2 separate regions of the Macaca mulatta genome follow, and region 2 is linked to region 1. Evidence: chromatin contacts called from public Hi-C data. All regions are on one chromosome and are shown on one strand. The core of a region is the stretch at or near the end of the contact, and the rest is flanking DNA. Distances in the headings are between cores, read along the strand shown. Region 1 holds the start of ARSK (arylsulfatase family member K). Region 2 holds the start of SPATA9 (spermatogenesis associated 9).

Evidence for each region. Hi-C and Micro-C count contacts between places; a contact is called where the count stands out from the background.
Region 2: a Hi-C map of fetal cortex germinal zone shows a contact between it and region 1, with 4 times the contacts expected there. The contact joins the promoter of SPATA9 here to the promoter of ARSK in region 1. A contact is called at or near these places in 2 of 14 Hi-C or Micro-C datasets (fetal cortex germinal zone and fetal cortical plate).

The regions. Positions count from the first base shown.
Region 1 is chr6:101,925,103-101,932,006 of T2T-MMU8v2.0, forward strand. ARSK (arylsulfatase family member K) reads left to right here and starts at 5,001. Exons shown (of 9, transcript XR_003730442.2): 1 at 5,001-5,281. SKIC3 (SKI3 subunit of superkiller complex) reads right to left here and starts at 4,854. Exons shown (of 43, transcript XM_078004994.1): 1 at 4,813-4,854; 2 at 100-171.
Region 2 is chr6:102,093,348-102,100,546 of T2T-MMU8v2.0, forward strand. SPATA9 (spermatogenesis associated 9) reads right to left here and starts at 3,358. Exons shown (of 5, transcript XM_078004996.1): 1 at 3,221-3,358. RHOBTB3 (Rho related BTB domain containing 3) reads left to right here and starts at 2,593. Exons shown (of 12, transcript NM_001260883.1): 1 at 2,593-2,962; 2 at 3,139-3,364. The coding sequence starts at 2,961.

The sequences.
Region 1 (6,904 bases), core at 3,751-6,250:
AACCTATGCCATTAAATCTTTCTTCTGAAAGGAATGAGTAAAAACAATCATGAAGTAAAAATAGATTCCAATTTATTATTTAGCATTCTAGACACTTACCTTTTACCTATTATTACTACCTCTATATTCTTCCCAAATTGAATTTCAGATTGTTCCTTACCCATTTTCCATCTAAATTAAATAAAAACAAGTATGAGACAGTCATATAAAAAGGATGACACCCACAACCCAAAACCTTCTAAACTTTTTAAAGCATCAGATTCAATTTTCATAATTCATAATTTAAAACAAGAGAAATAATTATGTACGATTTTTAGTATTTGTATTCTTTCCCAGAGAGACACTAATCTTAATCTCCAAATTTCTAAATTGGTCTAAACTATATTCCTAGGGTCTCAGATGATAAAAGGAAACTTCTATAAGAGATCAGAAGGATTTTGAAAAATCATTTCAGAAACCCAAAATACACTGATGTCAATATAAAAAATGGAGGCAAAAAAGAATATCTACTATTTCTGTGCCATTTTCGCTTTGAATCAAGGACATCTACAGACAACTATGGGGAATTATTTACACCCAATTTGCAGCCTAATTATATTAGAATAGAACTTTGTTCTAAGGAACATAAGGAGTATAATATAATACAATTATATTAGTTCGTAATCTAATGAAAACAGAGAAAAATTTTTAATGTTAATAATGCATTTAAATAGTCATTAAAAATAGTAACACAACTAACTACACATCTATAAGTTCTAAGAATATTTTGATAGCATCCCTGAAGTGGCTTCTGTCAAACAAAAAATAATCTAGAATGGTCCCTGGAGAGAATGGAGGTGGTTTTGAAAAGTTGAATAAAGTGAAAAAAACATGCTACTTCGGAACTAGGAAGTAAACAATGTTTAGGCGAGGCAGGTAGGGATGAACAAGGAATGAAAAGTTTCCCTAACCAAAACACTCATTAGTGATCTACCTAAATAGAAGTATAAGTTCAACAGCAAAAAGTCTTACTGGTAAGAAAAGAAAGTATGGTAATCCAAACAATGTTTAGGAAAGTAAGATAATAGTTAAAAAAGAAAAAAAAGTACTAACTTGACTATTTCACTGGCTTCTTTAGCCCTGGTAACACTTGGCTGCCCTCCTCATCCAATCTAGTTTTAATTTATCACTCAGTCACTTCAGCTCTGTTCTTACAAATTACTCTAGATCCTGTCAGCCCCCTTACTCTGTCATATCCACCCACCAAGGCTTACTCTAGTTGAGAGTGAGCTTAGGAAATCAAATGGATCTAGGATCAAAGCCATTCGGCCTTGGTTAGCTGACTTCATTACTCAAAGCCCATTTCCTCACTGGTAAAGTAAGAATTGCATCACTTACCTGACATAAACATAGATGGAGTACTTGGACATAATCTATACTAATAATGTCCTATCTACTGTTATTCGCTCAATCAACTTCACTACTTGCCATTCCTAAAACAACTAGTGTGATAACTCAGTTACAGATTTTCTCTACACATTCAAAATCCCCAACCCTCTCTGCAACCTCCTTCTTCCTTGCTCTCTCAAGAAGTAAACTTCTTACCTATACAAATGGCCCCTGGGCCGGGCGCAGTGGCTCAAGCCTGTAATCCCAGCACTTTGGGAGGCCGAGACAGGCGGATCACGAGGTCAGGAGATCGAGACCATCCTGGCTAACACGGTGAAACCCCGTCTCTACTAAAAAATACAAAAAAAACTAGGCGGGCGTGGTGGCGGGCGCCTGTAGTCCCAGCTACTCCGGAGGCTGAGGCAGGAGAATGGCGTGAACCCGGTAGGCGGAGCTTGCAGTGAGCTGAGATCTGGCCACTGCACTCCAGCCTGGGCGACAGAGTGAGACTGTGTCTAAAAAAAAAAAAAAAAAAATGGCCCCTGACTTACAAATGGCTGAACTTACAGTTTTTTGACTTTAGGAAGTGCTTATCAGGATATTAAATGCATTTTGACTTACAATATTTTCAAGTTAAAATGGGTTTATCGTGGTGTAACCCCATCATAAGTCAAGAAGCATCTGTATTCCTCAAAAGACAGCTATCATCAAACATGAGTATCCTCTTCAAATTAGTTACTACACTACATGAATACTAGAGTACAGCCTACAACAGGGATCACTTCCTCCTCCAAACCACTTATTAACTGAGCTACTCCACTGCAACTTAAAAAATATTATTTTTATTATCTTATATAGACATAACCTGTCTCCCAATTCAATAAATTCTTAGATGTAGGTCTTATATTTTCAGAGCTTCTTAGATACCCAACACTTACTGAATAATACATATTCAATAAAGAGCTAATGATCTTCTAGCTTCCAAAGCTTACCAGTGTTAACAAAAAACTGAGTGACTGAGGGAAGTGTCTCAATCAGTAGAGGTTTATCGAGTCACACTTTGAGGACGCTCCTGGGGAAAAACAAGCCCACAGAAGCATCTGTGACCCGCACTTTCCAAAGAGGGCTTTGGGAACTCAGTATTCTAGGGGAGAGCATACAGGAGTGAAAAACGGTGGGAGGGAAGTAGGCAGTGAGGCAAATGGTTACATTCTCCTGAGTAGCTTTTCTGATAGCATAGTTACTGATTAGCAAAAATGTTATATGTTCACAAAAGAGTAATCAAAACAATGAGGGAACCTGAAATTATGAGAACTAGCTGAAGAAACTGGGGACTAGGGAAAAAATAAATGGTGGAGAGGGAGTGAGGGGAAGGACTGTTGAAAGGGAGAGATTATCCATGTAAAAGTGAAGAAAAATGAACTAATGAATGGTTAAAAATAGAGGAAGATTAACTTCAACTTAAAATAGGAACTTTTAATGAGACCTATTTAAAGTGGAATGAGGCGTTCAGTGGAAGTGCTTCCCATCGCTGGAGATGAAAAAGCACAGGCTGAACAATCCACTCAGCAGGAATGATTTAGGATAAACTGAATGTCAGATGGGAAGTAGGACTAGAAGCCTCTTAGATTCTTCCAGCACAATGTCTCTAAGGCTCTAAAATATCTGTCTTGCTCCAAATCACTGCAGCACCTGCTCCTATTGACACTGCCAAGGGGAGAAAGAAAAAAAGATGTATTCTTGTAATTCTGTCATCAGAGTACATATCCTGTGGAAACAAGGCTGTAGAGAGTAAGTACAGTTTATGGAATCAGACACAAAGTTAAATATAACTTTTATGAATTCAAATGTCAGTCAATATTGTCACCATGGTAGAAAATACATCCTACATTCCAAATAAATTCGAAACAAATTTGTGTTTATGAGGGAGTCCACTGGTATCACCTTCCACGCTGTATTATTATTTCATGTATGCTAGGTTTTGCTTCCCTGAAGTCTAACCTCGTGTAAACCGAGACTATTGTTTAGGTTTTTTTTTTTTTTTTTTTTTTTTTTTTGAGACAGAGTTTTGCTCTTGTTGCCCAGGCTGGAGTGCATTGGTGTGATCTCGGCTCACTGCAACCTCCGCCTTCTGGGTTCAAGCGATTCTCCTGCCTCAGCCTCCCGAGTAGCTGGGATTACAGGCGCCCGCCACCACGCCCGGTATTTTGTGTATTTTTCGTAAAGACGGGGTTTCACCATGTTGGCCAGGCTGGTCTCAAACTCCTGACCTTAGGTGATCCGTCCGTCTCGGCCTTCCAAAGTGCTGGGATTACAGGCGTGAGCCACCGCGCCCAACACTGTTTACGTTTTTGTGTGACCCGCAGATCTTTATCACGCTGCTTGAGTAACAATTCTGCTACACTAACAGATAAACTCAGTAGACTGGCAAGAAATTTTGTAATTAACTGCAGACAGAGCATTTAGTGAGTTACGGCACAGACTCTTCAATTTTCAGTCGTGCTCTGACTGGCTCCCTGTGTAAACTCAGGTCAGTCATTTAACCTCTCTAAGCCTGTTTTCCTATCTGCAATATAGTGAAAGTGAGGATCATGGAAAATATTCCATATAAAAGTACCTGGCATGCAGTAGATGCTCAGTAAATGCTTAGTGTAACGCTCAGCACCTAAGTGTCATGTGAGTATTAAATAAATCTGTTCCTTATTACAATTATCTTATGCAAAAAAAAACCTGCCAGATACTAGCATTCAGTTGAATTATGTTAAGTAAGTAGTACAACTCCTCTTTTTACTATCAGAATATTAAAACTACTAGTGTGATGTGCAAATTATATACTCGAAACTAGATACTGAAATTGGAATTTGGCTTTGGGACAGAAATCTTCTTCTTCCAGAACTCTCCAAAGGAATTCAACAGTCAAAAGAGACCGGTTTTTATTCTGCAGCAAAACAATGATATTCTGAACCTACGCCAACTAACTGAATACGTCGCAGAGCCCATTTCCCCCTCCAGTTTCCCTTGTCTCCTTTGCTCTCTGAAGGCAAGGAACAGCTATGCTTTCCCCCGCCTACAGCCTGAAACTTCTTACTAGGCCCCGCTCCTCGTCCCATGAGAGCACAGTAAATCCTGACTGCACAGGGTAAGAGAAGCTATAAGATGAGACAGACTAGAGATTTCTCTGGGAAGGTATTCGAGGGGCTCTAAGGTATTCACGGCGCACCTGAGGCGGTCCACCCAGAGGCCCCACAAGGAACCGCCCTATTGAACTTAAGTGACAGCCGCGCCGCCACCTCATCGCCGCCCAGTTCACGCTCTCGCCGAACACTCAGTCACGCTTGCGCGGCCCAAAACGAACAGCCCCGGCCCCGATCCTTTCTTTCGCTAAGTACCATTTCAATCGCCTTTATGATCCCTTGTGCAAAAGCGACAGAGATCCGAACCCACCTGGGACAGATGCTCCTCTTCTACAAATGCCGAGTCTGCAATGAGAGCGCATGCGCCTTTCCCAGGCATCATTCACGTGACTGGAAGTGGCTGGGTTCTGATTTGCTCGGTATTTGATTAAAAAGCCTTAATGTGGGTAAAAGCGGAGATTTCTCTGTTGCGCATGTGCGCGCTCTCAGCCTGATGGGAGTTGTAGTTCTGCGGGTGAAGCCCGACGTTACTATCAAGAAACCAAACTGCAAGCTCTGGGAGTTGTTCGCTGTCCCTACCCTGCTCTGCCAGGGAGAGAACGCCAGAGGGAGGCGGCTGGCCCGGCGACAGGCTCTCAAAACCGCTACCAGCGATGCTACTGCTGTGGGTGTCGCTGGTCGCAGTCTCGGCGCTAGCGGTACAGGCCCCCGGAGCAGGGGAGCAGAGGCGGGGAGCAGCCAAAGTGCCCAACGTGGTGCTGGTCGTAAGCGACTCCTTTGTAAGTACCGCGAGGCAGGGGAGGGGCCCCCGCTAGGGACCGGAGACCTCCCCGCCGCCGCCTGTGCTGCAAGCTTTGGGTAGCAGAACCTGAGACATTTTCAAACACCTTTCACCCCGATGCAAAGAAAGAAATACATTTTATGTGAGGCCCCGTGTACTCACAAGCACACCACATACCTATGCAGGCATGTAAAACAATAGTGAAATACTGAAAACATCTTTGCAGATTTTTTTTTTAATAGTGACCTCGATTCGCTAAATTATTTTACCACTACTAATGAACTTTCAGTCCATACCCCGGTTTGGTTTAATTGTGTGGTAAAATAACATTCTGCATCTCCATAAAAGCGTGTAAGCTTTCCAAAAGTCATTTCCCAGTTCACCTCAGGTTTGCAGGAATTCATGTTTGGGTGAGAAGTGAAGAAAGTTTATTTTTATTATCCAGGTTTGTGATAATCCTGTTAGTGCTGATTCAAATGGAGTCGTTGGTATAACTTGATTCACTCCCCCGTATTCCAGAAAAATTTTGCGTGTGTGTGTGTGTTGGTAATGTGGCCGAATCCCAAACTTAAACAGTTTCTGAAACTTTCCCAAGCCAAAGGTGCTACTGTCAACCTTACCGAAGCTTTTAGGATGATACATGTTTTAAAAAGTGCTGCTTAGACAATTGTTTGGTTATTAATTGTAATATTAGTTTATTATCACTCGGTGTTACTGTGGTCACACAGAGGTTGGTGTTAAGCATATCTGGCACTAAAGAGTGTTTGCAATCATATGTTGTATTCCCTTTCTCATAGATTAACCCGTGATGATTAAAATTGCATAGTCTGGATGTGCCCATGAGATTTTTTGAAAATATTAAAGTTATCTTTGTGATTTAAACTTAGAGAATGGGCGGTACTGGAAATTGACTAGATGGCATTTTATTACAGAGTGATCTTGTAATCAAAGACAAATGAAGGAAGCAGGATTGTGCAGAGGAGAAGCTGAATTTTGTTGCTATCTTATTATGACAGTTCTCAAAACTAATATGGTGCTTCAGAGCTGCTTTCCAGTTGGAGTGAGGGGAACAGACCTTTCTACCTGCATGTTGGATGGCCACTGATTGTGGGCTGCTCCTAGAATGGGGCATGATGTTGGGCAAAGCAGCTGTCTTCAGCAGAGGCAATTGTTCATTCCTAAAAGGGAATTCGGATGTGGATCACAACATCCCAGAAACTTCTAAAGATGACTGAGATATTTAGGTTTGTTACTTCTTTAGTATAGTATGAATGCATAGATTTTTCTATATTTGCTTACATTTTTGGCATTCACATACTTGTTAGTATTCAAAGTGTCCTATCTTTGGCCAGTGGAAGCCCCTTCAGGTGGTTCTGAGTCCTTTTGACCCATCCCCATTAGTATTTGACAGCTTGCTTTAACAGAGTTCAGTGTCCACAATGCGTATTTCCTGCCCCATCTTGTATTTAGAGACCACAATCTGAGTGTTAGGGTTTTCATTGCATCTAGACCTTTCCAGTGGACAAATCTAGAAAGTACATATATTTTAGAAAGAGAAAAATAAATTGTGAGATTATACTGATACTTTCCATTCAAATTTATGAGTTCATTCTTTAATTTT
Region 2 (7,199 bases), core at 2,108-4,607, 170 kb after region 1:
GAAACCTACTGGGCTACATTCCTAGAAGGTTAGGCATTCTTAGCCACAGGATGAGATAGAAGCTCAGCAGAAGATACAGGTCACAAAGACCTTGCTGATAAAACAGAATGCGGTAAAGAAGCCGGCCAAAACCCACCAAAACCAAGATGGTGGTGACAGGGACCTCTGGTCAACCTCACTGCTCATTATATGTTAATTATAATGCGCTAGCATGCTAAAAGACACTCCACCAGCACAATGACAGTTTACAAATGTCATGGCAACATCAGGAAGTTACCCTATATGGTCTAAAAAGCGGAGGAACTCTCAGTTCTGGGAATTGCCCACCCTTTCCGGAAAAATTCATGAATAATCCACCCCTTGTTTAGCATATAATCAAGAAATAACTATAAGTATACTCAGCTGAGCAGCCTATGACACTGCTCTGCCTATGGAGTAGCCATTATTTTATTCCTTTATTTTCTTAATCAACTTGCTTTCACTTTATGGACTCCCTGAATTCCTCACTGGAGGTCCAAGAACTCTCTTTTGGAGTCGGGATTGGGACCCCTTTCTGGTAACAAATTGCCTTAGCTTCTTAAGGTCAATGACCAAGTCTTATGTATCTTGGGATCTCCCATGCCTACCCAGCACAGGCTTGGCTCACATATTCAGTAACGAAGGAAAAAATGAATACTTTCCCCCTTTCTGACACTTCCCAGTTGTCAGCAACTTTGGTGTCTTTTTTTGTTTCATTTTTGTATTAATATTTTTATATTGTCATAAAATATAACAATATTTACCACGTTAATCATGTTCTAGTGTTCAGTACATGTTCTAGTGTTTAGTTAATAATGTTCTAGTGTTCAGTCCTATAGTTCAGTATAGTATGAACTACGGATGCACCTCATGCAACAGATATCTGTATCTTTTTCTTCCTGCAAACCTGAAACACTATACCTGTTGAACAACGACCCCTTTTCCCCTCTCCCCAGCCCCTGGTAACCATTATTCTACTTTCTGTTTCTAAGAGTTTGACTACTTTAGATACCTCCTATAAATGGAATCACTTTTTGTGATTTGCAACTGGCTGATTCCACGTAGCACAAGGTCCTCAAGGTTCATCCATGTTGTAGTTTATGAAGGAATTTTCTGCTTTTTTAAAGGCTAATCGTCCATTACATGTGTATACCACATTTTCTTTATCCATTCATCCATTCTAGTGTCTTTGTTTTTGACTTATGGGTTTCTGGAAGAGACTGATGAGAAAATATATTTTCCATTAACCCAAGAGAAAAAGTGATCCTGAATGCTGGAATTTTTAAGGATGGTTTAGGTTCTAGAGACTAAAAGAGAAATCAGAAAATGCAAAGGGAAATTAGATTTAAAAAAATTAGTGACCACATAAAGAATGTCTGCTATTATATCTTCTCTGAGCACGAGAAACTACTAAACTACTTTCAACCGAGCAATAAGGGCCCATAATAAAAAGCTGTTACCCTAGTTTTTTACTACCCTACTCAATACCCCTTCTTTCATACCCTCAAAATAGCTCAGTTGAGAAAAGAAACAGTCCAATTTTACAGAAGGGAAAAATAAATAGATAAAAGGATAAGCAAGAACTCTTTTTAAGACGGAGTAAGGTACTGGTTAGAATTTTAATACTGTATGGAGGAGTCTAACCCCAGAGTAATCCCTGGCCCATTTTGGTGTAAGTGGATCCCAGTGTTCGTTTGTATTGAGGTAGTTTGAAGCACGCTAGGGATATTCATAGCCTTTACTTCAGTGCATTATTATGAAAGAATCTAAAGTATCTTTGCATTTACATGATTATGTTTTCAGTTGGTCTGCGGAGCTATTATTAAATATGTGTCCATAATGTGTACAGAAAAATCTCCAAGTAAACTAGCATTTAACTCACCAACACATTAAACCCCCATACATAACTTCCTTTAAAAACGATCACACTAAAAATCCCAGCATTTAAAATCCTGAAGTTTTCGCTAAAATACGCTAAATAAAGCTCGAAATAGTAAATAATCCCCCCAAGGCGACATTAGCAAATTAATTGGTGTGCGAACAAAGAACCCTTTCTGCAGTGGCATGAATGTTGTCTTTATTTTTTCTCACAAGTATGATTTTAGAAAACAGCAGTAGCGCATGTTGACAAATGACAAAGCGGCAGCCGTGGTAAAGCACTTTCGGTCAAAGCCAAGAGGGGGGAAAATCGGGTTGCTGGGGCGGCACTCGTGCTGGAATCCCTAGCTTCCCTAACCTCCTTTTTCCAGTCCGGAGTGAGCGGGGGCCCCATCGCCCCACCCCCCTTTCCTGGCTCTGGTTACGGCCTTGCGAGTTGAACAAACTTGCTGCAGGCGGATTGGCGGTCGGGAGCTCTCGGGCTGGGGCGTTGTATTTATTAATTTATATTCCGCGGCGCCCCGCGCGGGCCACTCCTTTGTGTCCGGCCGCTGCCGCGGGAGCTCCGGGGCCTCGGCGGGGAGCGCGTTCCCTGTGTCCGCCCGACCCCCGGGGCCGGCACGTGCTTCGCCCGGTCCGCCGAGGGGGCGGAGGCCCCGATCTCCCCGACCCCCCTTCTCTGCCTAGAGGAGGAGGAGGAGCAGCGGCAGCAGCAGCAGCAGGAGGCGATAGCTGCCAGCCGAGGAGGCGCGGCGGAGAGGGGACTGCGGTCAGCTGCGTCCACTCGGGGCTGCGCGGCGGTCCCGCGCCCGGCGATGTTCCCGGGCAGTCTCTGAGTAGCAGCAGCTTGCCCCCCGCCCGCTAGCCCACCCTGGTGTCCGGCTCGCTTGCTGGCTGGCGCGGCCCCGGCCCCGCTCTGCGTCGGCCCCGCCGCGGTGGAGGCGCGCGAGAGGGACGCGGCCGGGGATGAGCGGATTGCGGGTGAACTCGCCGCCCGGGGGCCCCGCGAGGCCGTAAGCCGCTGCTTTTCTCCGAGTCGCCGCCCTGCCCTTGGATTTGAGATCATGTACGTACGCGCCGCCGTCCTGCCATTGTCTCTCTCCAGCGCGTGCCGTGCGCCCCAGGGACGGGGGCTGGTGCCCATCCTAGCCGCGCGCTGTCCCCCGCACTTCCTGTTCCGAGGAGAGACCCGCGCGCTGACCGTGCTTCCCTTCTCCCCTCGCCCCCTCTCTGTCCGTGCAGGTCCATCCACATCGTGGCGCTGGGGAACGAGGGGGACGCGTTCCACCAGGACAACCGGCCGTCGGGTCTCATCCGCACTTACCTGGGGAGAAGCCCTCTGGTCTCGGGGGACGAGAGCAGCTTGTTGCTGAACGCGGCCAGCACGGTCGCGCGTCCAGTGTTCACCGAGTATCAGGCCAGTGCGTTTGGGAATGTCAAACTGGTGGTCCACGACTGTCCCGTCTGGGTAAGGAACAGCAGCTGCTCCACGCCAAGGCTGAAGAAGCTTTTCTTTCCTTTTTTGCCCCCTCCCCCTTCTGCCCACTTCCGTGAGTGTGGAGTGTTCGCGTTACATGGGTCAAATTTTTAAACATTTTTGAGAAAATATTCGGTCCTTTGTTTCACTGGGCAGGGCACAGCCCCGTCAGAGAAGACTCTTAGGAAGATAGAAGGCCCCAGTGGGAATGTGGAGCACTTACTGGTACACTTCACGACTGTGGGTTGTCCCTTGGGAGGCAGCTGACAGTTGAATGTGCCAACTCCAAGGGACGGGGTCACTAAGTTTCACCAGCAGAAAGCAGTGTTTTTTTATGCCTACCCTATGGGTGATAGTGTAATATTGGTGTTCTAAAAATACAGCCTTCTCAAAGCTCAACACAGGCAAAAATACTTTTCATTGGGACAGTTCAGAAATAGTTCCTCTGGAAAGCAGAGGAAAAGACAGGGACTGGGAGTTAATTTTAAATGACTCATTTATAGCACTATTAATTGATCTCTGAAAACTTTTAATTTTAATAATGCAAATACTCTTTATGTATTAGCCATTTGTCTTAGTGACTCATAAATCAGAAATAATATTACTAATGTTGCTTGGAAAACTTAAAAAATTAAAATTTGTAATAATTGAACAAAATTGTAGTGAAGTGGATAAATTGTAGCCCGATTCTTGAGTGTTTGATTAAGGGAGAAAGGAATTTACTTTCTGACACATATAAGTATTTTCAGTATACAATAACATTATGTTTGAATGTTTTCCTTTGGTCTTATTTGAAAATCTCTGATTCTTTACTGATATTGGAGTTACGTATGTTTCAGCTAAGTTTACATTTAATAACAGAAGAAAGTTTAGTGCCTGAAAAAATACGAATTGTCATTGTGTGAGATTTCACATTTAAACAGCAATTTTAAAAACTGAATCAGGGCTATAGGAAACTATCATGCCTTTCTAAAAAATGTGTAGAGTGTACTTGGAAAAATTTTTTATGCAAAATTCCATGTAACAGAAAGAAGATCACTCGCTTGTTTAAGTTTTCAGTTAAAGAAGAAAGTTTGTTAATTTGGTAAAATAAAAAACAGACCTTTTCAGTTAAGAGATGCTATTAAACCCCTAGTTATGACAGTGATGACGCTGGTCATAAGAAGTGTGATGGAGAGCTTACTGACCAGAGTCTATGCAGGCAAATGAAACACTTCTTTTACTTGGACTCTTTCGTCGTGAAAGATCTTACAGCCTAAAAACATAACGGTTCAACATGCAGTTGAACAAATGTTTGGTGAATAGAGTAAACGTAGGGAAAATAAAATTAGCTACATTAGGATGTTAGGATTGCTTTCCCTATATTTAATTTGAGCTGTTAACATTTTCCTGTTTATATTGTTAATTTTGCAAACAGCAATGCTTGTGATCCCATACACTTTGTCTAGTAAAATGAAATCTTCCAAATGGAGAAAATAAGCCTCTATGGTACGGATTTTTCCCATATGCTGGTTGTTATGGTTTATTTTGCTAATCACTTTTTGTTTGGTTAGACTCTGGCCCTATTTAAGGCACCAAGTTTGTAACCCGGTACAATTTGCTGGGCTATAATGATCTTCAGATATGAGATTCCATTTCTAGAGTTGCTCTTTATAAGGTGCTTTTCTTCACTTGGTGGTAAGTAAAGCCCATCAGAGATACTAAAGCTGATTGCATTAATAAACTGTTATTTGACATATTACAGAATCAGAATATTACATAGAGCAGATAAAGCACAGCCTTTGATATCAAAAGGATCTGATTTCAGATTCTCACATTGCCATTTCAGGTCTGCGTGTCCTTGTTAAATCACTTACCTTCTCAGCCTTATTTTCCCTATCTATAAAATAATCTGCCTCCTAGAGCTGTGCTGAGAAGTGAATGAGAAACTAGCACGCATCACGTTCTAAGTATAGAGGCTGACATTTAGTAGCTGCTCTATAAGTGGTAGCTAATATAAAAATAAAGTGTTTGTTATAACTTTAGTATAGTTATGTATCACTTGTATTAATACTAAGCAAAAGTAAGATTTTCGCAGGTCATTCAAGATGTATACAACTACAGTACCAGTACACTGGGGCAGCGATGTTCATTCTTCATACATGCAGCCCCACATTCAAGTAAAATAAAATAGTTTCACTGTAGAAATTCAGATTTTTTTTTTAAAGATGAGTTCAATTCTCCAAATGTGGCTCCAAGCCTTGTGTTGCATAACCCCCTAGAGGAAATCCTGGAACTGATTTACAAGTGGTAGGAGAATTTGATTTCCTTCATAATTCTGGAAATCTTTGGAGTATTTTCTCTTTGACATAGTTTGAGAAGAGATGTGTTGTTGTTGCCTTGAAGTTTAAATGAGATATCTGTCTTTCTCTTCCCTAGTTCTCTTCTGTAGATCCTTAGCCTTACCCTGGATCCTTGCCTTAAATGCTTGGAACTTTTAAAACAAATGTGCTGCAGATTCATTAGACATAGCACATTATTTAGTGTGTCTTTCTCTCTTTCCCATCTGTTTTTTTGGTGTGGTACGTTATTATTTCATTTCACGTTTCTATATCTTTTACTATTTGTTAAAAATATTCCACAAAAAGCAGTGAGGTAGTTTAATAGATTTACAGTTTTCTTTGCAGGGTTTGAAGCTCTGCTTTGGATTACAAATAAAAGTATTTATAGTCTTCACATCCTCAATCCCACAGAGTTAAAGATGCCCAGACCCATTTTTTCATAACGTTTTCCCTTAAAGGTCCTCCTCATCCCCGGATACTTCTCCAGTAACTCTGGAATTTTGAACTATTTGGAATTCGAAAAGCAGCTACTTTTGATTTATTCTCTCAGAGTTAAATGGCTGCTTAATATTGGCCCCACTTTTGTTTAGCTTTTTATCTCGTTTGTCTTCCTTGTTATACTTATGCACTCTGTTATACTTGTATACTTTGAACTTGAATGCTATAACAGATGCATTTGGAACTGAATAGTCTGTGTGGTTTGGGATTTGGCAGTTTAAGAGTTCTGCTGGGAAGCTTTCCCATTTTCTTGCACTGTGTCCCACTTCCCTTCTCCCCCCCTTGCACCCTCTACTAAGTTCAAGCCTTGCCTTTGTTGTTTATAGTTTGCCTTTTTTTTTTTGGTTCTTTTACCTTCCTTCAAAGATACTGTACGCATCCCAGTTTTGATAGGGTATTCATGACAAAAAATTCTGCAGTTCTTGTTACTCTGAGTGTACTTGTGAGAAATGAGTGGCTGGGAGGGTATGGGGAACTGGGGGAGGCACTGATGAGAAGAAGCTTTCTCTGCAGAAGGGCATTGCTGTGTGATAACTCCTCCAGAATGTTCCATTGTAGGATAAAAGCTCTGTCACGTAGACCTTGGTTGGCTGATTCAAACACTGTTAACCCTGCTTTAGATTCATTATTTCAAAGTTTGGACTTTCTTAGCTCAACAGATTTTGGACCCGTTAGTCACACCTAGCTATTTTCTTAATCTAGCTTTATTACATCCTGGAAATATGTACCAAAGGCCACATAAAAGGACAAATGATTAATAGTTAACTAGAATGTGAGAAGAAAACTACTTGTACTTATTTGGTAGTGGAATTAAGATACCTAAAGATATTTTCCTTACATCACTATTCATACAAAAACTTTGAAAAATTATATTTAAAATATCAACCCAGACCAGGCGTGGTGGCTCATGCCTGTAATCCTACCACTTTGGGAGATCGAAGTGGGCAGATTGCCTGAGCTCAGAAGTTCAAGACCAGCCTGAGCATCATGGTTGAAACCCCCATCTC